Linked DNA regions of Mus musculus: region 1 is linked to region 2. A link is a contact called in public promoter capture Hi-C data. All regions are on one chromosome and are shown on one strand. The core of a region is the stretch at or near the end of the contact, and the rest is flanking DNA. Distances in the headings are between cores, read along the strand shown. Region 1 holds the start of Gmnc (geminin coiled-coil domain containing). Region 2 holds the start of P3h2 (prolyl 3-hydroxylase 2).

Region 1 (5,977 bases), core at 1,348-3,847, 890 kb after region 2:
GGGGTCAGACCCCTCCTCTAAGGAGAAAGGGAGGGGACGATGGGGGGGGGGTTGTAAGGGTAGGACTGGGAGGAGAGGAGTGTGTGTGTGGTGGAGCTGTGATGGGGATGTAAAGTGAATAAAACATAAATTATAAAAAAAAAGATAGAATTACCTTAGAAAGGAAGACACATTGTTCAAGCTGCCCTGTAATGATAGCTGCAAAGTTCCAACATCGGGAAAACATTGCCTTTGTCTGTGTGATGTCACTCCATCCTTACCACCCATGGTTTAGAGAAGAATTTGAAGGATACCAGTACTCTCTGACTTCTAGCCGTTTCCTTCAAGCTTGCTCTCTAAACTTCACAAAATTTTGTTACCTTTTCTGGCTGTGCAGAATTGACTTGTAGAGCCGCTTTCAGAACGTTTTCCAAATATCCCTGATCGTAGGCTTGACCTACGTAGGCTCTGCTGTTCCCTCACACAGGGCGCTAAACTTTAGGACCCAGACACACTGCCTTGGATGCACCACTCTCTTTGCAACAATGGATCCCAATGGAGAGCTGCTCCACTTGAGCATCAGGCATCTGGTCCTGCCTATCCTCTGCTTCGCTGTGCATTCTCACTGATCCATTCTAATTAGACAGACAGCAAACTCCGCATATTCTGTGTACCAACAACCGGCTTCTAATATACTCGTGTTCACGCTTTTTCTGACACTCACATTTTATTAACACATGCTGGTTTGGCATTATTAACATCTCTCTCCCTCTTCTGCCAGAAAGAGCCTCTGAGTCAGTCCTTAGCATTTCTTGTTTCTGCCTCTTTCTAACCGGTTTTACTGGCACCACGTTGGCCAGGAGCCCATCACTAACCTGGAACACAGCATCTTCCATAGCCTCTTGTTGCCCAGTCCGTGATTCTCATCACTGCTCAGTTTTTGTCAAGCATCATGCTCATCTGTGAGCTCACACGAACGCCTTCTTCAGCGAGTCACTTTTTCTTACTGCAAAAAAACGCTAAAAGATTTTAAGAGCTCTCAAAATCAGTCCCCCGTGTCTAATCAATGTAATTTCCCATGTCTAATCTGCACCTCCTTATGTTCCTGGTTATAATATTCACAATAAGTGAAATCTCACTGTACATTAATCACACTGAAAGTGAATTGTAAAGACCTCCCACTATGACCTCGCAAATAAGTCTTTTGCTATTGAAACAAGATTATAGTTTGGGTCAATTAAATTTTCTTTTATTAAAACACACCCAAATAAGAATGTAGGAAAGATTAAACTGGAAAAGTAAGTTTATTAATTTATACTTTTATTTTTGGTTTAAAAAGAATTATTTCTTGCTTAGCGACACTAATAAAATATTTTTTTCTATGATGGCAAATTGTGTTTAAAAACAAACCTTTGGCTCTGATTGTTAACCAGTTTGCCCCACAGGGGGTAGTGAAGAGGTTTTGTGCAGCTTGTCTAATATTATCCTAAAGGGTTATTAAGAAAATTGCCTGTAACTTGTACCGATCTGTGGTTTCTGCAATTTCCCATTGACTTATGTCTTTTAATTCCCTGGTTATACACCATATCAGTTGTTTCTTAATTCACTTCAAGCCACATATCATTATGTCTGTTACTCAGAAGCCCCAAGTCCCTTGCCACCCTCAATGGTTATTTAATATGATAGTGGAGATTATGTAATCGACAATGAAACTGGATCGCAAGCTGAGGCTTAAGTTGTAAGGGGCAGTAGACTATTCTCAGATTGCTTCATGAAAGGATTTACAATAATAGCAACAAAATCACAAGTCTTAAAATTAGCATTATTTAAGTAGCCAGTTTCCTATCTATATTTAATTTTCTGGATTCTTAAGTTTTATATTTTAACTACTGCTTCTGCTTTCTCGTGTGTTTATATCCACATTCCTGGTCCCATATATGTCATCAATGAAGATTATTCTTTCTAACTGCTATAATATATTCATGAATATAAACTCAAAATAAAATATTGTAACATTTAAATTACAGGAAATATACCCTTTTTTAAAGTTGAGAAATGTATTCCACATAGTCATACTAGGTTTTTAAAAAAATAATGCTACCAAATTCTGGTAGCAAAATTCAATATTATTCGATGCTGTTATTATTAGTGTTATTTCTTCAATAAAAGCTGTATTGATAAGCTTGGCACAGCATGCATATGTGAATGTACATTTGCTAAAAGTATTCATCAACTTTCCATTTATATTGAATAGGCACATTTAAAGCCATATATACATTTTCAAAATATTAGGGGCTTTTTTTGTGTGCAGTCAATAACAACTAAAACAATTCCAGAAAGTTCTCATTTCTCCCCCACACATTGTGTGACAACTATTTCCCAGAGAGATTGCCCAGACCTGCAAATTCATACATGTAAGTTTATATGTAGCACTCTTACCTTGAGATGAAATTTCTTAGCCAGAATCGTGCACCACTGTCTCTAACATTTAACGTCTCATTACTCTCTGGAAACCTCACTACTACCTATAAATGTGTTCTGCTGGCTCATAAACAATTATATCATCAGTCCCCTCCGTCTGTAACAGGAGACCTTAACCACAGAACTGGGAAATAAAAGGAAGACTTGTGCCAGGAGCAATACTGATGCCAAAAACCTGCCTTGCAATGATTGGCTGAATGGGCCAACCAGTTGAGTTTCATTCACCACACCGGACTCTTGAGTTAACCTACAAGCATTTTTTTTTTCATTTTCTCTCTATTTTTTTTTTTCCTTTTCCAAGGTCCCCTTTGATTTCATGCTGGCTTTTTAAATTGAGGATAGAGTTAATTCACTTAACAATGCCACAGCTGGAATTAAGTATGCCTCTTTTACTGCTGGGCTGAGCGGCTGTACAGCCTGGTTGTGTCTTATTGGATGCCCAACACCCTTGACGGCTGTTGCTGACTGAGTGGTGCCTCTAGCGACAGGAAAGAAGTTAACTAATTATGAACATATGGTTTGGCAGGCACCTTGTTAGCTTGCTGCTGCGTAGGTGTTTGGAAGCAGGAGAAGGGGAAACTTTGAGGTAGAAGGTGCGGTTAAAAGTCCCACTGATAAGCCTGGGGGAGATTTGACTGATCCTAATCTATTCTTTTTGTCAGGAGTCAGCGTGCTTCTGGCAGCAACAGCTTGGTAATAACAGAGATTTGTGGCCCTTAAGCTCTTGTGGTGATAGCCGGCACACGACCAGACCAGTCAACTGGCTGCTTAAAAGGTCTCGCATTAATTGGCCATAGTGGTGAGAACAGAAATGAGAAGTTAGGTCAAGGTAGAACACATGGTCTACCTGAAATGGCTCACCATGATCAGCTGCACAGATGTCGTTCTTTATTGATGTGATCCACAGTAGAGGAATAAGAGAATCCTTGGGGAATGGGCTGCAAGAAAGTGTGTATAAGAGCAGCAAGTGTGGCCTCTGTGTGCAAATTACCTCAAGGAAAACACAGGTGTATACAGAATTGGAAGAAGAGTTATCACATTGCTTGTGGGTTATTAGATTAAAAAAAAAAAAACAACTGAGTGCACTTTATAGAAATGAAAAAATTAAAAACTAAACAGAGAGTACTGTAGAATTGAAGAATTCTGTGACTTTTACAAATATATCAGATAAAATAGTGTTTATTCATACTCAGTGATCAACAGCAAGTCATATGAAATAGGATATTTTCTCATAACTATGTCTCCGTATATGCAACAGACTTGTCTCATTATATTTTCTTTTGCTATTTGTATGTGTGAACATGTATGTCTGTGTGTCTGTGTGTGTGTGTGTCTGTGTGTCTGTGTGTGTGTGTCTCAATGGATTTGTGCCTGTGGTGCAGGCGCCAAGGAGGCCAGAGGCATCAAATGCCCCTGGATTTGGAGTTACAGTGGTTGTGAGCTTGCTGGACAGCTGGATGCTGGTGCTGGGAACAGAACTCTGGTCCTTTACAAGAGTAGTATGTGCCTGTAAGGACCAAGCCAGTAACTAGTTCCTAGTATTTATGATTTAAGCACAAACATTTAAACATTTCACTACATTGTTTGTTGTACTATAAAGGTTTCCACGTAATATGGGCCACAATGGACTTATTGTTTTTATCAATAGGCTCATTTTTATCTAAAGTTTACAACTTTCTAAGACTAAGTTTCTCCCTGTCTCTCTCTCTTCTGTCTCTGTGTGTCTGTGCCTGTGCCTGTGCCTGTGCCTGTGCCTGTGCCTGTGCCTGTGCCTGTGCCTGTGCCTGTGCCTGTGCCTGTGCCTGTGCCTGTGCCTGTGCCTGTGCCTGTGCCTGTGTCTGTGTCTGTGTCTGTGTCTGTGTCTGTGTCTGTGTCTGTGTCTGTGCCTGTGCCTGTGCCTGTGTCTCTGTCTGTGTCTGTGTCTGTGTCTGTGTCTGTGTCTGTGGTGTCTGTGTCTGTGTCTGTGTCTGTGTCTGTGTCTGTGTCTGTGTCTGTGTCTGTGTCTGTGTCTGTGTCTGTGTCTGTGTCTGTGGTGTCTGTGTCTGTGTCTGTGTCTGTGTCTGTGTCTGTGTCTGTGCCTGTGCCTGTGCCTGTGTCTCTGTCTGTGTCTGTGTCTGTGTCTGTGTCTGTGTCTGTGTCTGTGTCTGTGGTGTCTGTGTCTGTGTCTGTGTCTGTGTCTGTGTCTGTGTCTGTGTCTGTGGTGTCTGTGTCTGTGTCTGTGTCTGTGTCTGTGTCTGTGGTGTCTGTGTCTGTGTCTGTCTGTCTGTCTGTCTCTCTTTCTCTCTCTCTCTCTGTCTTGCTTTGGTGTGAGACAGGTTCTTCTGGCTATATACCCATAATTTCCTTACCCATCCTCATGAGTTCTGAGATTATAGTCCTGAATCTTCTACAGAAGCATGTTGTTCTCTGAGAGGTTCCACTCCGTAGCTAAATCAGACAGATGCAGACACCCATAGCCAAACAGTGGATGGAGCTTGGAAACTGTTATGGATGAATAGGAGGAAGGATGCAGGCCCGGAGGGATAGGACTCCACAGGAAGGCCTAGGCTTTCCCGCACATATGTAGTAGATGGGCAGCTTGGTCTTTAGGTGGGTCCTGAACACCTGGAGCAAAGGATATCCCCAAAACTATTGTCTGTATGTGAGATATGTTCTTCTAGCTGAGCTGCATTCTCTGGCCTCAGTGGGAGAGGATGAGCCTAGCCTTTCTGAGACTTGAAGAGCCATAGTGGAGGGATACCCAAGGGGGCCTAACCTTTCAGAGGAGGGGGAGGGAGATAGGGGTAAGGTGTGGCGGGGGTGGCTGAGAGGGGAGCTCTGAGTAAGATATAAAGTGAATTCGTAAAAAAAAAAAATTAAAAAAGAAAAGGGAAAGGAAAACTCAGGTTCATTATTTTTGCCATGACTAAAAAGCAATAATTATTTCAGCTCCTGTTTTCACTGGACAATTTAAAGTATATTTGACTCTACCCACAATTGCCCATGTACATGACTTCATTCTAATTATATCACTTAGCTAAGGGATAGAGAATACTCCATGCATGTGGGCTTCAGATTAGAGGAGTGACTGAGTCTAGTTCCTAACTGTGACTCTGATACTAATTAGCTACATGACCTTGATCAAGATGCTTAACTTTTCAAAGTTTGAAATTTATCTCCATAGAATAAGAACATGATATACTGAGTTCTTTAAGGATGTTATAATGAAAGATGCAGAGTGTCAAACAAACACAAGCACCTGAATCTTAAAGTATAATAGAAATTGTGTCTGAGATAGGGTTTGTGTTTCAATTACTAAGAACATAGCTGAAGTCTTTTACATGTAAAACAAATTCTTGAAGGAAGAATAGTTGAAAATACAAGTGCCAGTGTACTTGTGTTTCCATAATCCACTATGTAATATGTACAATATGATCACAATGGATTCTCACAAAATTGGTTCAAACTCAGCCATCTTAGCAATAAGTGGCTGGTTTCAGGGAACTAAGTTATACAATCAATAATAAAACCATTCAGA
Region 2 (5,430 bases), core at 1,169-3,668:
TATCCTCTAGTTGAGAATGCCTGTTCTTCCTTAACTCTGCGAAGCCTCCTGTTTCCACTGAGTTATATCTAGGCTACGATAGACTCCTAAGTGCAAACTGGGTCCCAGATCTCAAGAGCAATTCAGTTTCATGTGGCTTTCGGACTATATAAATTCACTTATACATGGCACTATGACCATACACATATACACAAGAGCTGGTCACCCTGCTAGTGAATATTCCACAGTCCAAAGATGGCGGTAATGGTGCATATGTGTTTGTGTGTGTGTCAGTGTGTGTGTGTCAGTGTGTGTGTGTGTCTCCCTGAGAAGAAGGCAAGTCTACCTTAGAGTTTCCATGAAGCACAGAGAAGAGAAGAATTCTAATGCAGCCTGTAGGTGGTAATGAGCAAATTCCTATAGGGGTAAAAACATTTCCTTCCTCGGAATCTGTCAGTTATGTTAATCAAAGTCATTAGAAAAGGCCTCTTAGGCTTATGGTTTCATCTTCTTTGACCTCTCATTGGGGACCAGGGGTAAGGGGATGAGAAATAAATGTTAATATTACATAAAAATATATGCCTACAGAATCACAGAAATCCACATGCTGACTGCATGGCTGTTTATTTTCACAGGATGAGTATGCATCCTTCTCTTCTCCTGTTCGTCCGGAGAAGAGAAAATCTATTTGCCACGAGCTACAGACTCATCAGCAAAATGGCCACATCTCCCCCTTGCAGCCCAGACTCTCAAAAGGACCACACGACAGGATCACTCACATTCTGCTCTGGGAACCAGCTTAGTCCCTCCCCCAGAACTGACTAATTTCTGAAAGAACAGGAAAAACTGTGCCCTTTTCTTTCTAAAAGGCAGATTTATGCGTGATACATGTCTTCAGCAAATCCATTGGAAAGCACAAGAGAACAGACAACACACATGTCCTGGAGAGAATTCTGGGTTCTCTGTCAGTCCTTGACCCGAACTAGTCAACTCCTGAACCTCAGCACCATGCACACTGCTCTTGAGATCTGGTCTCTGTTGTGACCATATTAACTCCTCCCACTGCTGTCTGAAAGACCTGGATATATTGACTCAGAAAGATAGGCATAAGAAATGTGACCCTGAGAAACATGAGTTTGTGGAAGTGAGGGGCTGGGTAATTCATTCTACATTTTTGCCATGCAGCTAGTTAGGTCTTTTTAACTGGGGCTCTGGGGTATGCCAGTTTTGATTGTATACCTCCTGACAGCAACTCCGGGGAAGGTACATAGACGCAAGTAAAAGCAGAGAGCGCTGGGCATCTGAGGTGAAGTGGTCCTAAATGGTGGGAACCCCAGGAACCTAAACCAGTACCAAAGAAATCCGCACTTTCAGTAGATTGCCTCATACAGCTTCAAGCATCATTCCTCCACGACTTTTTATCTCGTTGCTCTTCTTTAGTTGAAGAGAAATAACTTTTAGGACCGTTTAGGGCCGTTTCTTAAACTTAGAAGATCAGACTGCAGAGTAAGAGGGATAGCTAAAAGGAGATCAGGAGTGGGCTATGTCAAAGAATTTACTCTAGGTCTAGGTAGAGCACAACCACCGAAGTGTTGAAAGACACTTTTGATATGCTCTTCTTGGCACAGCCCATTTTTGCGAGTGAAGAGGACGCTGAGACAGAGAGCAAAGCTGATCTGCCCACTTTCATCTAGTCTAGTCTCTGGGCTTCTACTTGCACGCAAAGCAGAGCCACTGCGAAAGGCTGGATGGAGTGTAGAGCAATGCTCCCTCCCACCCCACCCCCTATCCCACAAAGCCAACCCTAGGGTCACCCGCGATGGGCGCAGCCACGTTCAGTACCTTGATGTAGGCCCTCTGCAGGTAGTTGTAGGGAACTCTGCGTTGGAAGTCGCTGCGCACGTCCTCGCTGACGCGGTGGCGGGACGCGGGGCCGCCCAGGCGCTGGCTCTGGCAGCTGCGGGAGCAGCGCGCCCGCTCCAGCACCGCGCGGAAGAAGGGCAGCTCGGCTCCGGGGCCGGCGCCGGGGGGCGCGAGCGGACGGCGCGCCGCGCAGTGGCGGGCGCAGCGCGTGCGGATGTCCCGTAGGCGCCGGTGACTGCTCAGGGCGGCTTCCAGGTCCCGCACCGCTCGCTCATAGTCGCCGCTGTAGTAGGCAGCCACGCCGCTGGCGTAGAGCAGGTCGAAGGGCTGCAGCGGGCCGCGCTCGGGCTCTGGCTCCGGGGACCGGCGACCGTCCTGGGGGCCGCCCCGCTGCGGTGTGGGCAGCAGTAGCAGCAACAGCAGCGACACCCACGTGCTCTCCCGCATCCTCCGCCGGACCCGTGGAGGGAGATCGTCGCGCTTCTTGCCTGCCCCACCGCAACTCACGTTCGAGCCCCGCTCCAACTCCGAGGGCTAGCGAGCCGATCCTGCCGTGATCCCGCTGCGCGACAGCCCCAGGTGACCGCCGGCAGCGCTGCGGTCCTGGAGGCGGAGGCTCGCCCAGCTGGCCGCTCTTAAAGGGACGCCTCCAGCTCACACGCTCCTCCTGCCGCCGAGCCTCCGCGAGCCGCGCTCCAGCTGCCTGAGAGCTAGCACAGTCCTGAGAGGCCGACCCCTGGGGACAAGTTTTGCGTGTGGGGTCCCTTGTGGGTGGCAGAAGACGATGGTGTTGCTTTATCTTCAGCACTTGGGGAAGTGAGGTCCACAGTCGTTTTCTGGAATCTATGTGGACTTGCTCTTTGCAGTCCTTCACTCTTAGATGCAACATGAAGGGGCATTTCAGACTGCCTGAAAAGCTCTAGAGAAGGGGAGGAGGGCCCCTGGCCAGTTGAGTAGGTTTGAGGAGAAAGGGGTTTGCCCAAGTTTATACAGCTAAGAATAAGCAAAGGATGAACCTAGCTCTGCCCCACAAAAATAGAAGCTTCCCGCCCTCCTGTAGGGCAGGGTCTCCTCCCTCTTGCTTTCTCCCATGGCTAAGTGTGGATGTGTTCCTGTATTGAATGTGAAGACTGGGCAAGAACGATAAATAACCCGAGTTTCCTGTTCAGACCGCTGGAGGAAAGTGGAGCTGTACATTAAGTTCTGCCTTTGGCAGTTTTCCAGATGTGCACTGGGCCTCTGTTACTTACCTCATCCAAAGCAGCCAAATGCCCAACATGTCCAGTGATATTCAGACATAAATCCCTATTGTGAGAGTTGAACAAAGAGTCAGTTTAACAAACCCAGTACCCCAGGACTTAAGCAATGAACATCAATCTAGAAGTGGGAAACTTGACAGAAACAGCTGCCAGAGTCCAAGGAACTAGCTGGAGGCTTTCCTGTTCCTCCCCGTCTGTTGGGTCATAAATACCTTCTTAGCCAAGGTGTTCCCCTCTTTTCTGTCCCTTGGCTCCACACTCCCAGAAAAAGGGGGGGAAAGTGTGTTAGACTCTGGAGTCCAGCCTGCAATTCCCTGGGAGGACTTCTGTTTGTCTGGAACTGTCTGTGGGAATCTCACCTCAGTCTCTGGGCCATTGGAAAGATAACCAACGGGAAAGAACCGCATATATTGTCCAACTGACCCGAATTTGCTGAAGAAAGTCTTTGTGTAAAATGGTCACTATTCAAAAAAGGTGGCTAGTGTCGCAACCTTTCCCTTCTTCTTGTTGAGTTTCTCACCCTTTTGGCCATGAACCGCGCTGGCTAAATAACTCTGAAAAAAAAAAACTGATTCATGTACATATTAATTTTTACACCAAAATTCTCAAAATTGTCTATTTCCATTCATGGCAAATCTTGCCTTAGATGGTCAGTGCTCCAGAATTAGCAAAGAGTTTTTTTTTTTTTTCTCCTGGTGATGAACTGTTCAGATAAAGGTGGCAGAGTCTAAAATTATGGATCTATTTGGAGAAGGGTTTGAAGCACACGGAATAAAAAATGCTATCTAGGAGACAGATCAGCTGTGAAGATAATTTTGCATGTCTCAGCTCTACATCATAGACATTCCTATATCACTGAACACGTGTCACTAAATTAATATCTCTAAGTGCCTGCCCCTGGTGTGTGGATGATGGGGGAAAGAAGATGTGATCATACCAGTGTCCTCACTTCTGCAAGTTTACAGTGAAATGCAGGAAATGAACACAGGTCACAGGAGTCTGATACAAACTAAAAATGTAGAACATACTAAGTGGAATTCAATGTGCTCTGATAAAATAGTTGCTAAACCTTCTGCAGGACAAAGCTAAAAAAAAACTTAGGAGAAAAGACCCTAGACAGAATTCAAAGCCTATAGTCCATAGCTCACAAACAACCTAGTGGCTCCCAGTTGGGGCGTGTCTTTTAAGCTTTGTGTTGTACTTCTCTACAACATATGGTTGATTATTCACTTAAGTAACCCTTCAGATTTTTTAAAACATTGGAATGAGATGATAAAAATTTATATTTGGTCCTAGCTCTGAGGGATTCTGATTCAATTGGTATAGTGTAGTACTAAATAGCTTTGGCTCTGCTAGATTCACATGTTTCAATGCTTAGTCTATGGGGAGTGGCACTATCAGAAGATGTGGTCTTATTGGAGTAGGTGATGGAGGTAGTGTGTCACTGTGGAGGTGGGCTTTGAGGCCTCCTATGCCTGACTTCTACCTAGTATGAAATCAGAGCATCCTCATGGCTGCCTTCTGATCAAGATATAGAACTCTCATCTCCTTCTCCAGCATCTCGTCTCCCTGGATATTGTCATTCTTTCCTTCAAAATGGTAATGATGAACCTCTGAAACTGTAAGCCAGCCCCCAAATTAAACGCTCTTCTTTGTTAGAGTTGCTTTGGTCATGGTGCCTTTTTTTTTTTTTTTTTTTTTTTTTTTCGAGACAGGGTTTCTCTGTATAGCCCTGGCTGTCCTGGAACTCACTTTGTAGACCAGGCTGGCCTCGAACTCAGAAATCCACCTGCCTGTGCCTCCCGAGTACTGGGATTAAAGGTGTGTGACACCATGCCCGGCATGGTGCCTCTTCATAGCAGTGAAACCCTGACAAAGATAACGACCTAACCAATGAGATTTGCAGATGCTTCCCAGTTGTTTCTTTTCTGAAACCAAGGTTAAAAACCACTGTCTCTATAAATGCCTCATACTGAGGAGTAAGTCTGTGAGGTAGGGCTCCATGTGCTATGGGCATGTTCAAAGCCTGAGATTCTGGAGTATAGGGATTTGTATGTCTATCTGCTTTCTGCAAAAAGCTTAAGATGTGCCTTTAAAAGTTTGATTAGGTCCCTTCTAGTTCCTCCAGCACCGGGGTAGTTTGGGTGCGGAGTCTGCAGACACCAGCAGGCTACCCACAAGACCCTCCACAGGATCTTAAGTCCTCTGGTGAGTAGACACAGCTGCTGCTCCAATCCAATCGCGTGGGACCTGAGACTGCATTAAATAGGGAAGCAGAAAACCCGGCCTGATCAGGAGCACAAGTCCTTTCCGGTCACCATCAGCACAA

The links. Promoter capture Hi-C pulls out the DNA fragments that hold promoters and counts their contacts.
Region 1: a contact with region 2 is called in a promoter capture Hi-C map of stem cell-derived epiblast-like cells, with 3 times the contacts expected there. The contact joins the promoter of Gmnc here to the promoter of P3h2 in region 2. A contact is called at or near these places in 4 of 39 promoter capture datasets (the 3T3-L1 cell line, embryonic stem cells, hippocampal neurons and 1 more) and 1 of 9 other capture datasets (pancreatic islet).

What each region holds. Positions count from the first base shown.
Region 1 is chr16:26,989,055-26,995,031 of GRCm38.p6, forward strand. It overlaps Gmnc (geminin coiled-coil domain containing), which reads right to left and starts at 2,598. Exons shown (of 6, transcript NM_001013761.2): 1 at 2,419-2,598; 2 at 855-985. The coding sequence starts at 875.
Region 2 is chr16:26,103,395-26,108,824 of GRCm38.p6, forward strand. It overlaps P3h2 (prolyl 3-hydroxylase 2), which reads right to left and starts at 2,419. Exons shown (of 15, transcript NM_173379.3): 1 at 1,822-2,419. The coding sequence starts at 2,289.